Regions from separate parts of the Strix aluco genome. Here region 1 is linked to region 2. A link is a contact called in public Hi-C data. All regions are on one chromosome and are shown on one strand. Each heading gives the region's core, a stretch centred on a gene start, on an enhancer-like site or on the middle of the called end of the contact. The rest is flanking DNA. Distances are from core to core; before and after follow the strand shown. Region 1 holds the start of SLC33A1 (solute carrier family 33 member 1). Region 2 holds the start of CCNL1 (cyclin L1).

The links. A called contact is a pair of places that touch in the nucleus more often than the background predicts.
Region 1: a contact with region 2 is called in a Hi-C map of heart, with 7 times the contacts expected there. The contact joins the promoter of SLC33A1 here to the promoter of CCNL1 in region 2. A contact is called at or near these places in 2 of 2 Hi-C or Micro-C datasets (brain and heart).

Annotation. Positions count from the first base shown.
Region 1 is chr9:30,313,981-30,316,680 of bStrAlu1.hap1, forward strand. It overlaps SLC33A1 (solute carrier family 33 member 1), which reads left to right and starts at 1,288. Exons shown (of 4, transcript XM_074834396.1): 1 at 1,288-2,155. The coding sequence starts at 1,405. It overlaps GMPS (guanine monophosphate synthase), which reads right to left and starts at 96. Exons shown (of 16, transcript XM_074834393.1): 1 at 1-96.
Region 2 is chr9:30,014,779-30,017,478 of bStrAlu1.hap1, forward strand. It overlaps CCNL1 (cyclin L1), which reads left to right and starts at 1,386. Exons shown (of 11, transcript XM_074834378.1): 1 at 1,386-1,760; 2 at 1,984-2,058; 3 at 2,288-2,397. The coding sequence starts at 1,494.

The DNA.
Region 1 (2,700 bases), core at 38-2,537, 300 kb after region 2:
CGAGGCGGGGAGCGGGAAGAAAGGGCCGTGAGGAGCCGCCGCCGCGATGAGCTAATGCCGCCCGGCTGCGCCTCCGCCGCGGGGAGGAGGAGCCGGCCCGGCCCGGCCCCGCGCTCCGGCGGAAGGGGCGGAGCCGGGTGCCTTGGGGTCAGAAATCGGGATTTAGGGACTCTGTGTGCGTGTGTTGTGCTGGGTGGAATAACGGCGAGGATGGGGGTGAAGACAGCGGCCGCGGCCCGGCCTCCCCCGGGGCTACCGCGCCTGGCCCCGAGCGGGTTTAACACCAGGGATGCCCCCGGAGCGCGACGGGGAGCTCCCGGGGCTCATTTCTGCCCGTTTTGAAGGCAGAAACTAAGGCTTTACAATAAGTTTTTCTGTGCGTCAGAATGGTACGGTATAAAGTGCATCTCCTATTTCTGCTCGGGTGGAATTTCTTAAAAGACACTAAGGAAAACAGCTCCCTCAATGAAAGGCTGCCTGTAACGTTCCCGAAGTATTTTTGACACCCTTCTCCGAGCTTTATTACTCTTCTTGCATAGAGGAAAATAAGCGTAAGAATTCGAGTTACACGTGGAATTACAAACCGGTATCTGGTTCCACCGTCACATTCCAAGCAATTTTGTGCTGAGGGTAATATCGGTGTGTTCATTTTGCTCTAAATGTTTTAACTGTGTTATGGCTGTGATGGGTCTTTCAGGAATTAAAAAAAATAGAATACTTCAAGTATTAAAAATGGAAGAAAAGCGAGACGCACAAAGTGTGCTTGTTGCTTTAATTATCGTGTAACTGTAAAATGAATGGGTAAAAGAACAGGGGGAAAAAAAAAGTAATATTCGCTTACCTTGGTCCTTACTGATTTGTATTTCTGTTAGTACAGGAGACCCAAAGAGGGGGAAAAAAAGGAACTTAATTTTTGTTAAGGAAACTTAATTTTTATGAAGGAACTTCACACTTTGATTAAGGTTTGGAAGCCCCGGGATCAGCCCGCCCGGGCACCCCCAGCCGCCGTGGGGCCGGGAGCGGCTCGGGGAGGCCGGGCAGCTCCCCTCTCCCCGCCCAGAGGTAGCTGCTTCGCTGTCCCAGCGCTGGCGAGCACCGGAGGGCCCTGGAGCCGCCTCCCGCAGCGCCGCGGGACTCCCGCCGCCGCCGCCATGACCCGCCCGGCGGGGTCGGTCCCTCAGGGATGGGGCGGGGCGGGGCGGCTACCTGACGTCACTCCGCGGCGGACCAATGAGATGCAGCCACGCCTGCCACGGGCGCTCACGTGACCGGAAGGGGCGGGGCGGAGGCGGGTGGCGGCGGCGGCCGGGCCGGCTCGGCTCGCGGCGTCTCCTCAGCGGCAGCGCCCGCTCCCGCCTCAGCCTGTGGGGAGGAGCGCGAGTCCCCGGGCCGCCGCCGACAGATATGTCGCCCGCGATCGCGGCTAAGGAGGGCGGCCGGCAGCGCCGGGCCGGCAGCCAGCAGCACTGCCTGGACGTGAGGAGTGAGGCGCCGCCCGCCCTGGCGCTCTGCGGGGACGGGCTGCCGGGCGGTGAGGCCGAGGCGCTGCTGCCGGAGGCGGGGGCGCGGGGGGCGCGGGGGTGCCGGGCGGAGCTGGGCAGTATCCTGCTGCTGCTGGTGCTGTACGTGCTGCAGGGCATCCCGCTGGGGCTGGCGGGCAGCGTCCCCCTCATTCTGCAGAGCAAGAGCGCCAGCTACACTGACCAGGCCTTCTTCAGCTTCGTTTTCTGGCCCTTCAGCCTCAAGCTGCTCTGGGCCCCCTTGGTGGACGCCGTCTACCTGCGGGGTTTCGGCCGCCGCAAGTCCTGGCTGGTGCCCACGCAGTACGTCCTGGGGCTCTTCATGATCTACATGTCCACCCAGGTGGACATGCTGCTGGGCGACGGGGAGGGCCGGGGCCCCGACGTGGTGGCCCTCACTGTGACTTTCTTCCTCTTCGAGTTCCTGGCGGCAACGCAGGACATTGCGGTGGACGGCTGGGCCCTCACCATGTTGTCCAGGGAGAACGTGGGCTATGCCTCCACTTGCAACTCCGTGGGCCAGACAGCCGGCTACTTTCTGGGCAACGTTCTCTTCCTGGCCCTCGAGTCAGCCTCCTTCTGCAACAAGTACCTGCGGTTCCAGCCCCAGCCCCGAGGGATTGTTACCCTCTCAGGTACTGCCTGGCTGTGGCCGGCCTGTGTGTACTGATGCTGTGATGGGGATGCTTCTTCTAGGAGCCTGGACCAAAGCTCCGTTCAGAGCAAGTGGTGGTTTGGTGCGGTGAATCAAGCAGCTTTGCTTTGTCCCCAGCCCATGAGAAAGCACAGCCTGGCTGAAGGCTGGTGGAGTCCACTCCTACGTGCACTGGACTTCCAGGCTTCTCTGGGCCTGAGGGCGTGGGAAACCTGCCTTGTCATTATCTTGGCTGACCTAAGCACTTTAGAGAGCATTTTTCTCCCCCTCCCTAGTTTAATGACTGTGGGATAAATTATTGTTTAAAAAAACCCAAACAAATCAAAAGCTTTGCCTCTTCTTAATGAGGCCTTTTAAGAACATCTCTTGGGAGGAAGGAGAGAGGAAATTAAAAAAAAAATTGGCTCTTCCAAGATGGTATTGTTCGCAGAAGTACAAAAGACGAGTGTTTAGGGTTGACCACGTAGCCAATTTCCGAAGGAAGGTCTTATTTTAGTAAATTAAGGGGTGTTTTCTTTTTGCTTT
Region 2 (2,700 bases), core at 136-2,635:
AGCCCTTCCCTCAGGCAGAGGGACAGCTTTTCTTCCAAATAAGAAATTGGGAGTTGGAGGGGGTGATGGAGCACTAGGAAATCCCGGTGCTGTGTTCATGCAATTTGCAGAATTGTAACCAAACTATCCATGTTTTGTCAGATTAATCTTTTTTTCAGGCAGTATATAAGATCTGTTTCCATTGCAGCGTCCTAGCTCCCCAAAAGATGTTTCCAGCCCTCAAAACACTCTCCTACTGGAAATAAACTCCTCGTTTGTGGCATGCCTGCCATCAGAAACCGGCAGAGCTACCCCACAGCCTTATGTCATGTATCTAAGAAGCAGTAGCTTGTAAAAATAACGACTTTCTAGCGAGTAAAACTTGCAGTCAGTGTAGATCATGCCCCAAGGAGCCCCTGTGTGTCATGAGGAGCTGGTCACACAGCGAGCAGCTAAATGAGGGAAAAACCTCCAGAATTGGCTCCGCAAGGTTTTACCTTGTTCTGTGGGATGCAAATACCCTCGTGTGACATGGGACAAATGTGGGGGACAGATGGGGAGGGTGGTGGGTGGCTGCTGGGTGTGGGGCTGTTTCCCCAACACTCAGTGTGAATTTATGTACAGTGGCTTAAAAGGCAGTAGCTGCTTTAATTCCTTTTTTTTTTTCAATTTATTAATAAATGAAGTGGAAGGTAACTTTTTGCTGGGTTATGCTTCCTGTTTGGAACTACACAACCCACCTCCTGTCACTATTGCACCACAGCCATCCCGTTTGTTTACTTACTCAATTTTATGGATTTTTTTTTTTTTTTCCCAAAAAAGGCCAAAAGCCCTACGGCAGCTCCTGGCTGAGCTTGCACCCAGGGCACGCACCAGTTAACCTACACGGTCTTTAAAACACAGTTTCAAGTAGTTTAAGCAGTTTCCTTTCCCTCTGCCGCTGTGAAGCCTACAGCGCAGTGCTCTTCCACTGTTTAAACCCTTTTGCAGTGGAAAATTCTCTAAAAAAAAAAAGCGAATAACGCCGGCCGCCCCCTCCGGCGACAGCGCAGCCAGGACCAGGGCAGCTGCGGCGGCGGCGCCGTTTCCTCCCCACGGAGGAACGTGGGCCCACGCGTGTCCTCATTTCCTTCCCCCCTTGCCAAAGCGGGAGCTGCGGGCCGGGGCACGTTTCACCGGAGGCGGCTCCCGGGGGAGGGTCCCCGCACGGGGACAACGGCGGCCGCGGCCGCCTCATCGTCCCGCCGAGGCCCCCCGCGATCGCGACGGTCCGTGTGTTAACGGAGAAGGGCCGTGTGCCGCTCCCCAGGGCCGGGACAACAGCGAAGATCGGTGACTCCCGGTGCCGCGGGGAACGGTAGGGGGCGGCGGAGGGGGAGGGGGGACGGGGACGGGTCCGGCGGACTTTTTTTTCCCGGCGTGCCCCGCGCAGGCGCCGCTGTGTGCTGCGTCACAGCGCCGGGCCGCGCTAGTCAGTGCGTGGCCGGCTGCGGGTGCGGACGCGCTCCGCCATCATGGCCTCCGCCGCTACGGCTCCCCCCGCTGCCGCCGCCGCCGCTACTGTTGCCGCCCCGCCGGCTCCCGCCGCTCCGGGCATCCTTATCGGTGACCGGCTGTACTCGGAGGTGTCGCTGACCATCGACCACTCGCTGATCCCCGAGGAGCGCCTCTCGCCCACTCCCTCCATGCAGGACGGCCTGGACCTGCAGTGCGAGACCGACTTGCGCATCCTGGGCTGCGAGCTCATCCAGGCGGCCGGTATCCTCCTCCGCTTGCCGCAGGTGGGTGCGAGCCCCGGCGCCTAACCGGGAGGGAGGGAAGGGCGGGCGCCGCCATTGTGGCGCGGCGGGAAGGGCGTGTGAGGCGGCCGCGCCGGGGGGGGGGGGGGGGGGGGGCGGCGGCGGCGCCAGCTGGTGCCTGACACAAAATGGCGGCGGTGGCGGTTGGGCCCGGTGAGTGACTCCCGCTCCTTCTTTCCTCCTCCTCCCCTCTTTGCGTTCCTAGGTGGCGATGGCGACGGGGCAGGTGCTGTTTCATCGGTTCTTCTATTCGAAGTCCTTCGTCAAGCACAGCTTCGAGGTGAGCGCGGCGCGGGCTGGCGGGGAAGCTGGGGGGGCAGGACAGGGACGGGGAGGAGGTGGCTGTAGCCGCTGTTTTAGGCGACCGGTGAATTTGGCCGGTCACACGCCAAACCGGCTGTGCTCTTCGAGCCTTTAGGCCACGGGGTTTTGTTTTTTTCTTCTTTTTTTTTTTTTAAGTTGTGTAATTCTAGTCTTCGTTTTCTCATGGAATCGGGGCTTCCTTTCAGATTGTTGCTATGGCCTGCATCAATCTCGCATCCAAAATTGAAGAGGCGCCTCGTCGTATAAGGGACGTGATCAACGTGTTTCATCATTTGCGTCAGTTAAGAGCAAAAAGGTAAGAGTAGCTTCGTTACGAACATAAGCATCAGTTGTCACTAATGTACACTGCAGTTTTCAATTCACAGTATTTTTCCAGGCTAAGTTCAACGACCTAAAATTGAGAAGGGAGTGCTCATTGGCTGCTGTGTAGGCAGTACAGTTCAATGCTGACTTCTTCTACTGGTACTTTTGTTTACTGGGTAGACCCGTTTTCGTTACTTATAGAGCTACAAGTCATGAGTATTGGCTCTAGTTTTAGGTCCACAGTTGTAGTTTTAGGTCTATTGCTAATTGATTTTTGATGTCTTGTTCTTGAAAG